2 separate regions of the Anas platyrhynchos genome follow, and region 2 is linked to region 1. A link is a contact called in public Hi-C data. All regions are on one chromosome and are shown on one strand. Each heading gives the region's core, a stretch centred on a gene start, on an enhancer-like site or on the middle of the called end of the contact. The rest is flanking DNA. Distances are from core to core; before and after follow the strand shown. Region 1 has its middle 200 kb from the start of TRIB2. Region 2 holds the start of TRIB2 (tribbles pseudokinase 2).

Region 1 (7,716 bases), core at 2,216-4,715:
CTTCACCTTATCTCTCCTCTAGTTCAATAAATTTGCAACCTGAGTCTATAATGCACACAGTTCTATCAACCCTGTTGGTAAAACTACTGTTATCATCATCAATGTTAACAAAGTCTTCTAGACTACTTCAATTTACCATTGACAAGGAAGACTAGTCTTTATCCCTTACTTACAAGCCTCTGCTAATGTGAAAAAAAAAAAAAGTATTTATTTATTTATTTATTTTCCACAGAACTGTTGCAGCAAACTCCCCAAAACACTAATCCTTGATTTCATACCATTTACAGTCCACTCAGCAGTCCTCTGCTTGGTTGCTCATGAAGTGAACACATCTCCAAATATGTCAGTTCAATCCTGCTTTTCTTTAACAATCTGAGAACCATAATTTACATAATTCTATGTGGTAACTCCTTATAGAAGAACGACAGAATTACTGTATGAGCTTCACAACTTATTGTTACACATTTATTTTTACTCCAGTGAAACAGTGCAGAATCCTACTGTCCATGTGACTTCTGCCCTAAAAGCCTGAGGTAATAAAGGCTTCAATGGTTACCAAGCAATGTTCACTGTTAACACTAAAAATGATCAAACTTCACTGCCAAATACAAAAGACTGATGTCCTTTCACTAACTCTATTGAGAAACTATTTCAGAAAATTACTCCTCAGACAGTTACAGTCTAATTTTCAGCTGTATTCTTGGTGAGTTTACAGCATTTGTTATTTTCCATTCTTCCCAGTATGTAGTGACGAATGACATTTTCTTTTTCTCTCTCTTTCTTAAGGAGGCTGAAACACCTTTCTTGGATGCTGCTTGCTTTGTTCCATCAGGATTATTATCACGTACAGACTTTGTAGCTTTTTGTTCCTTCAGGGGCTTGTTGTTTGGTATCTGACTCACAGAGTGCTGGTAGTGCTGCTGCACTTAAAATAAAACTGAATGCTTCCTAATTTTCATTCTCTTTTGGTCACCAGGTCTTTTACCCAGTCTCTTAGCATGTCCCCATCTGGTGTTTTTCCCCACAAAACCTCTGTTTTTGTGGATGTGAAATGGTATTAAATAACCGTTCTTAGATCATACATTTTTTCCTATGATATGTTGGTCAGATTATGTTGACTGCACTGATAAGAAAAATACATGAAATGGTGTATCTCTGTAGTTACACAGAAAGAAAGAGATTCACACACATTTATTTAAGTTTGCCTAGTTATACACCTGCAAGAACACCCAGTTAAAGTTGTTTTCTCAAGTGCAGTCAAGGATTTACCACAATAGATGAAACTGATATTACTTGACTTTAGCCTTCTAAACTTTGGGCTTTTATTCTTGTTAATTGCCTATGTCCCTTACATAAAATGGAATGGAAAGAGAGCTTTCCACCTATCATAAGTAATTTTCTTTTTTTCTTTAGCATAGAACAATCAACTTTCTCAAAGTGTTTTTTCCAGTTTACTACTCAACGAGCCTACACAACCAGCTTTCATTAAGTGCCAAAATGTTAAATGTTTCTTAGTTAAATCTCTCCTTAAAAGACTCTAGGTGCTGCCATAAAATTTGACTTCTTAGTTGCCATAGCTGATATTTCACACTTGTATTTTCTGGGAAGAAAAAAAAACAAACACCACTCACACAGAAAACATGCAAGTCCCATGTGGTCTGTGAACTGGTTTTGCGCTAAAGGGTTTTGCAAGGGAGAGGACCCAGATTGCCAACAAAGACTGAGCTGAAAGCAAGAGGGCAAAAATCTTAATTGAGAGAACAAAGCTGTTTCTTCTCAACAAGACATATTAAGTAGCATATTACCTATGGTTTCTAGATCTGGAATTGCTTCCTTGGTCTTGACAGTTACTTGAAATTAAAAAGCCTTATATACATTTAAAGAAACAGACGTTGGTACTCACTATTCATCTAAGGTACCACTGATTTCCTTGGATTTACTTGTGTCAGGAGAGTACGGACTATGTAGTGTGAATAATGTTCCCGAAATCATTGTGAATTTTCTAAATTCCCTCAATTCTGTGTCACTAAGTTTTTCCTTAGGAAAAATCTGACACAACACAGCCTCACAATCTACTTTTCTTCAGCAATGGGGCAATGACAAATATAGAACAATCAGTGCAAGACTAATTTAAAAACAAACAAAAAACAAAAACAAAAACAAACAAACAAAAAACAACAACAACAAAAAAAACATTATTCAAAGAAACAGCATTTTTCTTAAACTTGCAAAAATATTAGCACTAGCATTTGTGACTAGTTAAAATCCCATTCTGTGTATGACCTTAAGCAGTTGATCTCTCTAATGCTCAGATACTCCATTTATAAAAGGGGGACAATAATATTTCCTTTGTAATATGCTTCAAGCCATACAGATGAAAAACATTAGATAAGCAGCAGCTATTATCTTCACTGTTATTAAAACCTTGCTGACAAGACACAGATAATATTGTAATTCCTGTAAGACCTGAAGACACAGTTTTTTGCGTTTTACAGACATGATTCTGTACTTGATGTCCTAACTCACTCAGCATAAAAAATAAACATTATAATATAATTGCTCTCTGCTTTACCTGGTCTGACTTTTAATAACAAGACAGCTCCTAGGGACAACAGCTTGCTGTATTCTAATAAAAATTTGGAACAGCTGCACGTACTTCATTCCAAGCTCTCCGCCTTGTATAGTTTATCTTCAAAACCACCTTAGAGCAAACCCCACTTGTTTACTTCAGTGGAAGTTTTTCCACTAGGCATGTAAACTCATCCAACCTATCTCTCCCTTGTGTTTATATATAAAAATACCTAATATATCTCTGCCAGAAATTTCAAGGAAGAGAGTAAGTATAGGCTATCCAAGGCTAAGCAAACAAAAGTCATCAAGGTTTTGGAAAAACTTGTGAGTTCATTTTCTTCAGAAGAACAAGTTATTTGGTAGTGAGTGAAATTTGCTTCTCTAGATTTGTGTCCCTTCTTCTCTAAGCACACCTCTGTCTCCAGCTAAACACCTCTTTATTGCAATAACTTCTCCCCTTAAATCTGAATGGGAAAGAGGCTACAGTGCTGGGGCTATTCTGGATCCAGGGCAAGGAAATATTTGGGTTTCAGGAGGGCAGTGAACTGACAGACAAAACAATAGTTGAATATTTTTGTTTCCAGAGAAAATCAAGCTAAAAACAGCAACAGATCCTCACTAAATCACATCAGGCAGAGCCCCAAAGGCCAGGCTCTTCAGGAAAACAAAGATTTAGATTCAATATCTATGTGTTTTAATAGTGGACGTCTGTTCAATCTCCTGCATGGCCTTGAAAGCCTCAATACAAAGACAAGTCTTTGCCACCTAGAGCCCATGATCCCTATTGATCACAAAACTATTGTATATTTGTGCAATGTTCAGGGAAAGGATTAAGTTGCTTTTTTTTTTTTTTTTTTCCCCCTCAATTCCTCTGTCTCCAAACTAAAATGTACCCAGACCCAGCCTACTTAACAAAACTGTACTACTAGAAACATACTGATAAGAAGTACTATGTAATAATAGTGTAGCTGCTGGTAGAATGCTGTTAAGGAAAAATGATGTTGATATAAAATATTTATCTTCTCATCCAAAATAATAACTTTTACTAACGTATGTATATATATAAAGAATCAGTCTTTTATCTGTATTACATAGGCTGCAAACTTTTAACACTCATATAAAGTGGTTCAGCTTCAATGCTTAGATGTTAACATGTTCGATTGAAGTGCACCTGGTTTTACAGCTAGTCAGCCTGACTGCTGCTTCCCCGAAGGGAAAGAAGTGACACGGGATCCCCAGAGTATAGCTGAAATATTAGTCAAAGGCTGACAAGTATCTGAACAATTTGCTGATGCATGTTGAGACGGCCTCCTCTCAGGGGAGTAGTTGTGACCTCAGCCCTTGCACTGTATCTGCATTAGTACAAATTAGGAATATTCAAGAAAATTAAAAGACTTCAAGCTTCCTGAGTATAATGAATGAGTAAATCCAGCCCAGTCAAGGAACAGGCTTCAAAAATAATCATCTTGTGCACAACCTCCTATGACAGACAGGCTAAACAAGTGATTAGATTGGAGTTGTTACTGATTATTGAAGCCTACTGTCAATATCACACCCCTTACTGTTAGATTTTAAATCAGACATTTTAGCCACATTCAGACTTCAGGGTATGCCTGTCACAAGCTGTACTGTTGGCTATTACACAACACTGTTTGCCTCAGGGTTTTTACAAAGATCTGTGGGAAAAAAAAATAAACAAAACCAACTGCATTGCTCCAGTTTTTTCTTTCAGGATGTTTCTGGAGTGTTGTGACAGGTGATGTTTCTGGTGAAGTTTCTTGCAACTCTCCAGAATATTGTTTGCTTATATTAATGAATGAGTGGTCACAAACAGAAGGAAAAAGAAGACTCTGAATTAAAAATAGTAAGGGAAGATACTGAACTGAATGCTTTCAGTCATTGCAATCCCTCAAAATTTGGTAATACAGACTTTGGCTTAGGTTCATCCTCACAACATACTATGTATAACTGAAGACATGTGAATGAACAAACTGTTCTCAGAAGGTACACCCTGAGTGTAAGAGAGGTTGGAAACTAAAGATTTCTGTCTTCTGAATCAGTAATGACATCCAGCAAAGATCCATTTTGGTTCATGGTTTCTCACACATGGAGCAATAAAATTCCCCAGCTATCAGTCTAATATTGACTGATATCAATATCTTACCATACTCAGCTCTGGGAGCACAGGTCTGAAGAGACATCATGAGTGATGACATACAAGGCCTTATATAACAAGTACCCATGCAATATAATAAAATCATAAGTCTTCAACTTCAAATAAGAAATTAAGCAGCATCCTTTCAGAATCTCACTTCTTTGCTGGTTAGGAAGTAATTTTAATTTTTTAATGCTTTTGGGGTTTAACATAAGGTTTTTTTTATTTTATTTTTTTTATTATTATTCAATAAGAAAAATAAGTTGTATGGTTAATAATATTTCTCTTTATCATATTTTTGTCTTGTGGTATAGACTGAAGGCCTCCAGTGGAAACAGATGCCTAGGAAAGATCTTCTGGTTATATTCTTATTCTTGGAACTGTTTGCAGGATTTGATACTACTAATTTCTGGAGAGTTGTCTGTGCTGGTACATGGAGTCTGTTCCTCTGGTGTTCAAGGCTCCATGTCTTATTGTCCCATGCATCAAAGCACTGAATTTTGTCTGAAAAGCAGCTAAAGTTTCTGCTTCTATTTTGTCTGGAAGGCTGTTTTAAAACATTATTGTTCCAACTGTTTTAATTTCCAGAACAATTTATTTATGAACAGCTTATATTAGGCTTTTGTAATGCCAGCATTGTTCTTTAGCTTAAAATAGCTCTTCTGAATCTTTGCTTGCCCCTATATAGCAAGTACATTCCCTCTCTACTTTTCTTTTCTTACACTAAACAAGCCAAACTCTTGAGCGTCCTGTCAGACAGACCCTCTACTCCCTTACTTATCCTGGCAGTCCTTCTGTAAGTCTGCTCCAGGCCAAGTTCATCTTTCTTGAACACATGATCAGAATTGTCTCCTCAGTGACTTGAACGGCATTAACAATTTCTACTGTCTTTTAATGCTGGATTTCTCAATACTTCCTAGGAGCATATTATTTAGAGGTAGCTGCATTGCACTGGATCAAAACCATTATCTTTCCAAACTCAAGAACTCTAAAGACTTAGAGCTGTTTTGTTGTTGGTGGTGGTATGGGTGGCTTTTCATTTGATTGTTTTTGTAGATGAACAGCCATCTACATGTCTATTCAACATGTAGTTTATTTTATTTGGATGTTTCTTTAAAATGGCATCATTTGGTAGTAAAGAAAAAGAGCTTCAAATAGAAAGGTAGTGTTCCCGAGTGTCTAAGAGAATGTCTTACTTGTCTTAGTATCTTTTGTGATCTAATAGCTAGGCATCTTAGTGAATTCTCTAGGCTCTTTTTATCATCAGTGGAGAGCGACAAGCACTTCTAGAGTGTGATTTAGCTCATCTTAAAATAGATATCTAAAACAAGAGGGAGGCATTGCTCTTTGGAAATTGCCTGTCTCACCCTATAGATGATAAGAGGAAACTAGACAACTGTCTCAGATGTTTTATTTGACTTGTGTGTGGCTAAAGTAAGGAGTTATGAATCTTACCCCAGGTAATTCAGGACAGTGAAATTCTGTTTCAAAAGAGATTCAGGTTTGCTAGTGTCTATATTTTACTGAAAGGCAATAAAATTTAGATTTTTAATGTAATGGGAAACATTGGTCATATTTATCTATTAACTGTAATAAGATTATGTACATACAGAACAATTGTAGTTATTTAAGAAGTCCCCTCTTTAGAAAAGCACCTGACTATGTCAAAGGTTTTTATGCTCACTGGGTTGCACTGACAACCCTGGAGATCCACAGATTCACCAGACAGCTATGAATTCTGACCTAGATCCTACAACTATAAATATGGTTATTTATCTGGAAAAGACTGCTCACTCATAAAGAGTTTCTGGTGAATGCAAACACTTGCTGGACCTGGGAAAATTCACGACACTGTTACAAATATATTGTGCAGTTCTACAATCATATCCTTCCTACTAGTACATGATATGCCAGATAAGATCCAAATATTTTACCACAGGTCTCTATATTATCTTTTTTTTTTTTTTCTTTTTTTTTTTTTTCTTCTTGTGAGTAAGGTTGTTTTACATACATACTATCATTCTAAAAGGAGTGAGGAGGAGGTCAAAGGATTTATCTAAAACATATTAGAGTTTGATCTCATCATCTTTAGACATCTTTCGGTAAGAGGAACACTGTCTGGTAAAAAGTGCCCTACTATATTTATTTTTAGTAGGTAATGAAGAAACATGTTTCACATTTTGTTCCTTAAATGTGAAGAGGTACTTCAAAATGACACCCCTTTTTGTCATTTTAAAATGAGACACACTTTCCATTTACCTACCCTAAACATGAAAAAAAAAAAAAAGAAAAAAGAAACCACAACAACAATGAAGCCCAGTGAACAATTCAGTTGTTTAAACCTGAAATCACCTTTTATCCTTCACTGAAAGGCACCCTAATCCTTCCACAAATAAGTGTAAAAATAAAATTGAGGGAGCGACTTCCACCTTTCTGTCACAGGAAATCTTGCTGAGACTAATCTGCGTTTTAGAAGGTTTACTTTTAAATAGGATTTCCTTTTGCTGCATGTACACACACTGAGTCAGGAAGCTCCAGTCTGAGTCAATGCTAAATGCATTTGGTTTTCAACTTGAGTCGGCTTGCAAATGATGGAACCAATGATTCATAATTTCCATCCTGACCTTGTTTGCTTTATAGTCACACTGTGGCAGGTGAATTGTCATGTTCAAGATCATCAAATTATTTAGGAGGAAACTGATGCCATCCATTAGCCTGCCAAATGAAAGACACATTTGCATGTATCACAACAAGTTATAGGACGGTGAAATGTCGCTCAGATATTTTGAAAGGTTCTCACCTTTTGTCTAGCATAATTTGCATATTCTAGTAATGCTGAACATGTTAATTGTCATCTATGCTTGTTATGGGCTTATTATTTCTTATTCATTCACTTTTTTTTCCTTTTCTTTTCTTTTCTCTCCCCCCCCGCCCCTCCCCCAGGGTAAGTCTGTCTGAGAATTGATCCACTATGTGGTATACTATTCCCA
Region 2 (7,716 bases), core at 2,460-4,959, 200 kb after region 1:
TTAATTTTTCTGGAATGAGACTGTCTTCTCAATATGACAGTTCTCAACACTTAATAGTTGTTTAATGTTCCCAATAGGCTCAGCCCTGCACTTTGTAAATCAGCAAAAAATAAAATGAAGGTCTTTATTCTACCACTTCAAAAATTATTATCCTTTTTGTTCTGGCTTGTGTTTGTATGCTGATAATATATTTTCTGTAAAGGGACAAGGAACAGACTGACCTGGAAAAGGAAGTCTTTTTTATGTAGAACTGTCTTTGATCACTCACAGGACTTGTGCTCTGATCTAAGCTCATTGACATCAATGGAAGAAAGACTGCTATCAGCTTTGGGGGGGGCTGGCTCCTGTCCACACAGAGTCCGTATACACAAAAGCTTTGGGGGGGGGCTGGCTCCTGTCCACACAGAGTCCGTATACACAAAAGCAGATGCTAAAAGAGAAAATATATTGAAAGATGGAGTTAAGGAAAAGATACTTCTCTTTCGTTTCCACAAGGTTAGGTTTATAACACAATCAGATGACTTTTTGTCTTTTCACTTAATATTTTTTCTTAGTCCCTGACACAGTAAACTGAATTTCTACATCTACTGTTGCTGTTGAGATAAAGATAAGCCTCGGATACAGAGAAGAGGAGACCTTGGTGAATATTTTCTATAACTTAAAAATGGAAGGCCTCCTTCATACATACCCCTGGGACTCCAAAGAATAGGACAAGAGAAAATAGGGCTCTGCACCCCTACCCTCAGCTGCACTTCCCCCAGAACAGCCATTCCAGAGAATGAACTCAGCACTTCAGTAATGGACATGGTCATCAAAGAAATAGGTAATTGCAGAGTGCATGTAAAAAAATAAATAAATAAATAGAAACTCCTAATGGGATTCTCTCTCTAGGTGACAGCTTCCAGACAAGGTAGATAAGCACAATGAAGTCCAGAGATGAAAAGTCATTCAGTAAACAGTCCTAAAAGGAATCTTCCCCAGCTCTTCTGATGGAAAGAAGGTAACCTGTAGTCTGGCATGCATTAGTATCTTCAGAAAGAATGTGATAGTTTTGCCATGCAACATTCAACTGTTTAGTTCTTTGGTACCTTTGTTTCAGAAACTGTTTTAGATTCATATTCAGAAAAAAATCCCTCTTTTAATTGAATGAGAAAATATAATGAAACAATACTTGTCACTAGCGTCACAGTTTATTCCAAAGAAGAGTCTCCCTGAGCTGGGAATGACATTTAGGTATGGACCAGCCCATGGCACCCCTTCAGCATTCTGGCCAATGTGTTTTCAAGTTAAACATCTCCTCTCATTTGGTTAATGCCTACTACGTAAGCACTACAGCTGTGCAAGGCAAGCAGACAAAACTTTAGTGCTGAGTTGGTCTGCAGACTTTGATCTGACTTTTAAGACTTGATTCCTTTTCACATCTTCTGTGTTATATCCTGACCTTGCTCTAAAATTTTAGCTGACATAGACTTACATCAACAAAAACAGACACACGACTATGTACACCTGATGTCTCAATGAGGCATGTGAAGATTTGTTCATTCAGAGCTTGTTTCTTTAACATCAGACCGAATTGGTAATATTTTCATCGACATATCTGAGAGTAGAAGCAATGTTTATGTTAGTTTTGGGGAAAGATGCTGTAGAAACAAAGGTACAATTATTAAATTATACTGAAAGAGCCAAATTCACCCCTTGGATAGACACATGTCACTCCCAGTCCCCTCCACGTCTCTTAGGGTAGGATTAAATCCAAAAACTGAAATTTAGATCTTCTTCCTTCCAAAACTGAATGGTTATATTTATGGCAAGCGTATCCCATTCTATCATGAATCACTTCTTCAGATCCCATTAAAATTCGGGAATTTCCAACTGGAGGCTTAGAGTGAATTAGGTTGTTGTTTTTTTTTTTACCCCTGCCTCCTTTCATTCCTTTCTCCAGCTGGGCTTGGAGGCTCTGGAGAGCCTCTCCAGAGTTGCCAGGGACTGCGGCTCTGGCTGATGCTGGGTTACTGAGCAAATTAAACAGAAAACGCTGGTCAGGAGAACAGAGGTTGGTACAAGAGCCTAGGTCTCATGTTTTGTCATAGTTATAAGGAGTATGAGGGGGGAGAGGAAGGGAGAAATTGTGTAAAAAGCCATCTACTAAGAAAAGAATGTTTGATTTGGATCACAGGATGTGAGACTGGAGAACGTATTGCATAACTTTATGGCTTGTCCTTATTCGCAGTGATTCAGTATCCGGCACTGCTCATCCCATTTCTAAAAATGGTATTAAGAGTTACAGGGTATTCAGAGGTGATGGGAATGACTGAGGAATGGGGGGAAACACCTTTGCATTTTAAGGCAGACAGCAAAGACTGGGTTTGCAGGTCATCCTAGAGGTTGTTGCAGATCACTGGTTCTGTGTCCTTCCCTACTGCTTAAGGGACGTTCACCAGGACCAAATCCCGGCATGTTGCCAGAGGCTCATTTGTCTCGTGCCAAGCTTAACATCAAGACAATCCTTTCTAAGAGGTATTCCTCTTATAACTGTGTATCAGGCCATGTAAAGACCCTCGCCTGGGGGAGGAGTGATGAAGTGGGTATAACACTCTTTGGGAAGAACTACCCCTCACCCCTGCCATTTCTGACACCTCCCCTGCCAAGATGAGCCCCCTATAGAGGAATCCCTACAGCCTCCCTGGAGCCCTGTTCAGAGGCATTTTCTTTCAGCCCCAAAGTGCTTATCTCTGGGACAGCCTCCTCTGTTAGGCTCCTCTCATTATTAGCAGACTCCTTTGATTCACAAGGCATCATCCAAATCCAGAGGTCCTCACACCAAAATAACTCTTCTCCCATTTCTGGCTCTCTCCTGTGCTGACGAGGGGGCAAGAGGGGGCAAACTCAACGAAGTAAGTGCCAGGCTTGTTGGGAATTCAGGGAGCTGCTCATCAAACTTTCATATATATCCAAACTCCCATAGCAGAAACAATAAAATGGGGGAGGGAGGGATGTTTGTACTAAAAAAAAAAAAAAAAAAAAAAAAAAGCAGACCGCAGTGGTGCTGGGCGGGGACAGAGAGTTCTCATTCATGGCTTTCTTCATGGCAGGGTGAAAGGGTTTACCTTTTCCCTCTGCCCCCCTCTCGGCACCGTTTTAATTTTGGGATGGATTAAGGCAAACCCGGGGTCGGGAGATCTCCTCCCAGCAGACTGCACCGGGAAGCGGCTGCTGTGGCTCCCGTAAGTACGCGGAGACCCACGTTGCCCGGAAAAAAATAAAAGCGATTTCTTCATTGACAAAAAAAAAAAAAAAAAAAAAAAAAAAAAAAAAGAGAGAGAGAGAAAAGAAAGGGAAACAAAACCCACGCCCGCCTGGGGCTCCGGCGCCGGCACATGCAATGCCTGGGTGGCGGGGCCGGACTCCTCCTTAAGGTGTATTTAATTATTTGGGGGAAACTATTATGAATTAAAATTAATTAGCTAATATCCCCCCCCTCAACCGCAAGGGCAACCCCGGGAGAAGGAAGACCGGCTGCATCCCTGACAAAAGCGGGGAGCGGCTCCCAGCTCCGCGCTGGTGCCGTACTGGTGCATACTGGTGCGAGCAGCCCCCCCGGCACAGCTCGGCACGGCTCGGCTCAGCACAGCCGTGCCGCGGAAGGACGTCTCACCTTGTTTACCCTGAGAGCGGCAGGCGGCCGGGGCGGGCCGGGGCGGGCCGGGGCGGAGCGGAGCGCGGTGGGCGGCGGGGCCGGGCCGGGCCGTGCCGGGCCGGGGCGGGCGGCGGTGCCGGGGCAGTACAGTCAGCCTGCGCGCTGGGCACCGTGCGGGCGTGCGGCGGCGGCCGGCAGCGAGGCACGGAGGCAGCCAGCGTCCCCGCCACGTAAGTAGCTATTAATACGCCGGGAGATGGAAGCGGGGGGGGAGACGATGCCCTGCTGAAAGGGGAGCGACGCGGCCATCCCTTCCCCTCTCCCCCTTGGGAGAAAAAAAATAAAAATAAATACAATCTGCTGATTTTTTTTTAAATTATTTTTTTAAGCGTCCTTTAGTGCACCTCCGTTCCCCGCAGTGAGAAGCCGGCCCCGTTCTCGCAGCGCTGCTTTATTTATTTTTTTTTCTTTTCTTTGTTGTTTCTGTTCTCCATTCAGCCCCCAGCCCCAAATCCCTCCGTGCGCTTGGGATTCGCCTCCCCTCTCCCGGGGTCGCACTTTTTCCCCTTTTCCCGGAGCAGCCGCGCCGCCGGCAGCAGCTGGGTCCCTTTGGCCGCCGGGCGCGCAGCAGCACCCGCGCATCTTGCGCGGCTCGGCCGGCAGGGGGGCGGCCCCGCGGAGCCTCCCTCCGCTCCGTGCGCTCTTTTGTCGGCCGGCCCGCTCCAAGTTCAGCGCTCGCTCCCTCGCTATTTTCGCGGGGCATTTTCCCAGCGGCGGCGTTCCCACGCCATCTACAGCCCGGCGGCGGCAGCGCTGCTCAGCCTCGCAGTAGGAGAAAAGAGAGAAAAAAAAAAAAAAAAGAAGGGAAAAAAAAAAAGCCTCCCCCCCCCCCCCACTTGCGCGCAGCGCTTTTACCTAACCCTTTATCCCCACTCCTAAGCGGGAGAGGCGGCCGAAAGGCGGCCGCCCCCCAGCCCCAAGCCCAGCTCCGCACCGCTCCGCGCCCGGCCGCCGGCGGGGAACAAAGGGCCGCGGGCTGAGCGCTCTCTCCCTGTGCCCAGGACGCGGCGCTGAGGCTGGGCGCCCGCCGCCGCTCCCGCCCCCCTCCCCGGCACACAAAGGCAGCCGCAGCTGGACGGGCGAGGGACCGCGCTCCACGCCAGGGCTCCGGTGCAGCGTCTCGGCTGGTTTTCTCCATACTCATGAACATACAAAGGTCAACCCCTATCACGATAGCACGATATGGGAGACCGCGGAATAAAACCCAGGATTTTGAGGAGCTCTCGTCCATACGGTCCATCGAGCCAAGCCAGAGTTTTAGCCCGAATCTAGGCTCGCCGAGCCCGCCGGAGACCCCGAACTTGTCGCATTGCGTTTCTTGCATCGGGAAATACTTATTGTTGGAGCCTCTCGAGGGAGACCACGTTTTCCGAGCCGTCCATCTGCACAGCGGCGAGGAGCTGGTTTGCAAGGTAATCCCTCTCCTCCTCCTCTGCCGGGCTTAGCCTGCTGCCGCGGGTTCGTTTCCTGGGGCTTTAAAGGAGGTCGGGGGGTTCGGTTATTGACCAGCTTTAAAAAAGAAAAGGCGGAGGAGAGGCAGGATTAAAGGCGCATCCTGTAACTTTTCCCTCTCTCCAGACAATGGCCACGTTATAGCGGTGGCCGGGAGCCAGTTCTGCCGCTTACCCCGGGGATATTGTTCTGGAAAGAGCCGTCCTTTAAGTAGGTCTTAAAGGGAGTTTCAGGGCAGGAGAAAACCTCATCTTCCCCACTCTCACTTTTCAAAATGGAGTAGGGAATCCCCAGCTAATTTTAAGGTGTTGGGACCTGCCGGCTTCCTCGATTTTTTTTGCCCCTCTCCCGTGTTCTGTGAGTTGGGGTATGGGGGAGGTTGTGGAGGGGGGTGGTGGTGGTTGCAATCAGCTTTGTCTTAAAAGTGATTTAAAAAATCCACATCGAATTAAGCAGCCTGAGCTCCTTCACCGTGGAGGTTGTTTGCAAACAGCATCCTCCCCCATTGCACAACTCAGCAAGAACAAAACCTGCACACCTACGGTTTTCAGAAGAGCAGACAAAATAGCTATCCCACTCTTTGTAGCCTGTCTGCTTTGCTGAGCCTCCTCCCAGTTTGTTCCTACTATTCAAAGGTGAGCAGTGGGAGAAAGAAAACCCCATGCGTGCACGCCTGTCGAGGGATGTTCTCCTTTCGGGCTGAGGGAATATTTTCCTTTGTTCCTAAATTGCGATTCTCATTGTCTGTAGCAAGCCAGACTTATGCCAGGCAAACCGAGGCAGTACCCAGTAGTAGTTCTTATAACTACGTAGCACATTGCAACCTTGCAACACCCGCTGCAGTGTTTGCATTGTTCCTGAAATATGGAATTGTGCCATGTAGCTATCTTGAGCAAGCGTCTCGTGTCGAACTAACTGCAAAATTGAAAAAAGGTACAATACATCTACTTTTCACATTCCAGGGATTAATGGTAGTATTGCTGATGGTTGCATACTTCTGTACTCGATTCATAAGAAGTTATGGACTAGCTTGTAGCAAGGAAGTGAAAATAATTGCTCCTGTTTGCTATTTGTGAAGACTGGAGTTCAGAGGGCAATTTAAATGTGCTCATTGATTGAGTTATAAAACCTGATGTTAAGGCAACCTAGGACTTTGTGTGATTATTCAGGGGAAAAAAAGGGCCCGTGACTTTGCAAAGGACTAATACTGCATGCTGAAGTGAATGCTTTGTTACTAAACTGAAACAGAACATGAGAATTTCTAGAATGAAAGCCCTGCTTGGTGCAGCAGTACAGTGCTGCACTCTAGGACATTGGCATCTTTTCATGAAATAAACAGATCCCACAAAGCTGCTGCTCTGCGTGAAATTATAGGTGAACTTGCATAGCAAGGAGTAAAGTGGGGGCTCTGCTCGTCTTTGTTTCCTGTTTGCTTTGCAGGATTAAGGTAGTGTTTTGATAACAGTATGAGCAGCATGACTGCAGCTCACAAAGGGTGGACTTGATTTTTTTTTCTCCTCCCTTCAAGCTGTATGTTTTTAAACCGATCCTGACATTTGAATAGTGTCAGTTTTTCCGTATGTGCAAGGCACTACTTCTAGCTGGGCTCCAAAATATGATCTTAGCTTGAATTGCCAGCTTGTGAATATGCAGTTGTCAGCCCTGAACTCAATTTAATGCATTCTTTAAAATGCCTGCAGTATCATGACTAGTATTTGTCAAGTAGCCTTCCGGCTAATAGACCTGCTATCTGGTATCTTATTGAAGATGCTCTTAGAGATTGCTTGCACAAACATTGGTTTGGATAGCAGACACATACTGATGATTCTCAAGATTCATTTGGCTGCACCCACTGCCTGTACAGATGCCGTTACTTGCTTCGAGGCTCTGTGGCATCCAGACAATGGTAACTTCTCACTTCCAATTTCCAGCAAGAACTAAATCAAACTGCAGCTTATTGGACATTCTCTGAATTGAGGCCAGGGATCTTACATGCTGGGATACAAAGAAGCGCTTTATAAAAGGTATTCTAGGCTGTAGCAGGGTGATAGCACTTCCCATCTCCTCACTTGCAAATACAGTGCTGATACATATCCAGACCTACTTACCTTACCCGAGAACCACAAAATATAACTAATTTATATCAGGATAACCTGGTTAGAAGAGAATTCTGGAAAGGCTTTTTTTTTCACTTGAGGGTTTGAGCTACATGAATGTTCCTGCTTAAATTTTATTTTATAGCAGCCGCATTGTAGTAGAGCCATTCACTTACAATGTATTAGTTTTGAGACCCAAATGTCAATGAATTCTCCTCTGGACTGATTTACACACCAAGGATTTTAGCAACACCCCCTCCCCACCCCAGTTCTGCTTCCCTGGCTCACCATGTCACCAGAATGGCTCAGTGTTAATCTACACCCCCCCCCCCGTAAAATGTGTTGGATCTGTTTGGCAGCCTGCCTTTAAGGTTGTTTTTGCCTGTGCTGGTGTACAGCAGCACAGGTATGGGGTGGTGGGAAGGAGCTGGGTGAGGAGGGGGTGTCCCCGTTTTGGGGTCCTTTTCAGGG

Evidence for each region. Hi-C and Micro-C count contacts between places; a contact is called where the count stands out from the background.
Region 2: a Hi-C map of small yellow follicle shows a contact between it and region 1, with 3 times the contacts expected there. The contact joins the promoter of TRIB2 here to the enhancer-like site in region 1. A contact is called at or near these places in 2 of 8 Hi-C or Micro-C datasets (skeletal muscle and small yellow follicle).

The regions. Positions count from the first base shown.
Region 1 is chr3:106,402,041-106,409,756 of IASCAAS_PekinDuck_T2T, forward strand. No RefSeq gene overlaps it. Among named protein-coding and RNA genes, the nearest start is that of TRIB2, 200 kb to the right of the region's middle. Within about 2 kb of position 3,466, at least 2 of the 8 cell types and tissues checked have an H3K27ac peak or open chromatin away from gene starts, as enhancers often do. A contact at or near this core is called in small yellow follicle, where this site is marked.
Region 2 is chr3:106,601,886-106,609,601 of IASCAAS_PekinDuck_T2T, forward strand. It overlaps TRIB2 (tribbles pseudokinase 2), which reads left to right and starts at 3,710. Exons shown (of 4, transcript XM_027455248.3): 1 at 3,710-3,867; 2 at 4,699-5,109. The coding sequence starts at 4,840.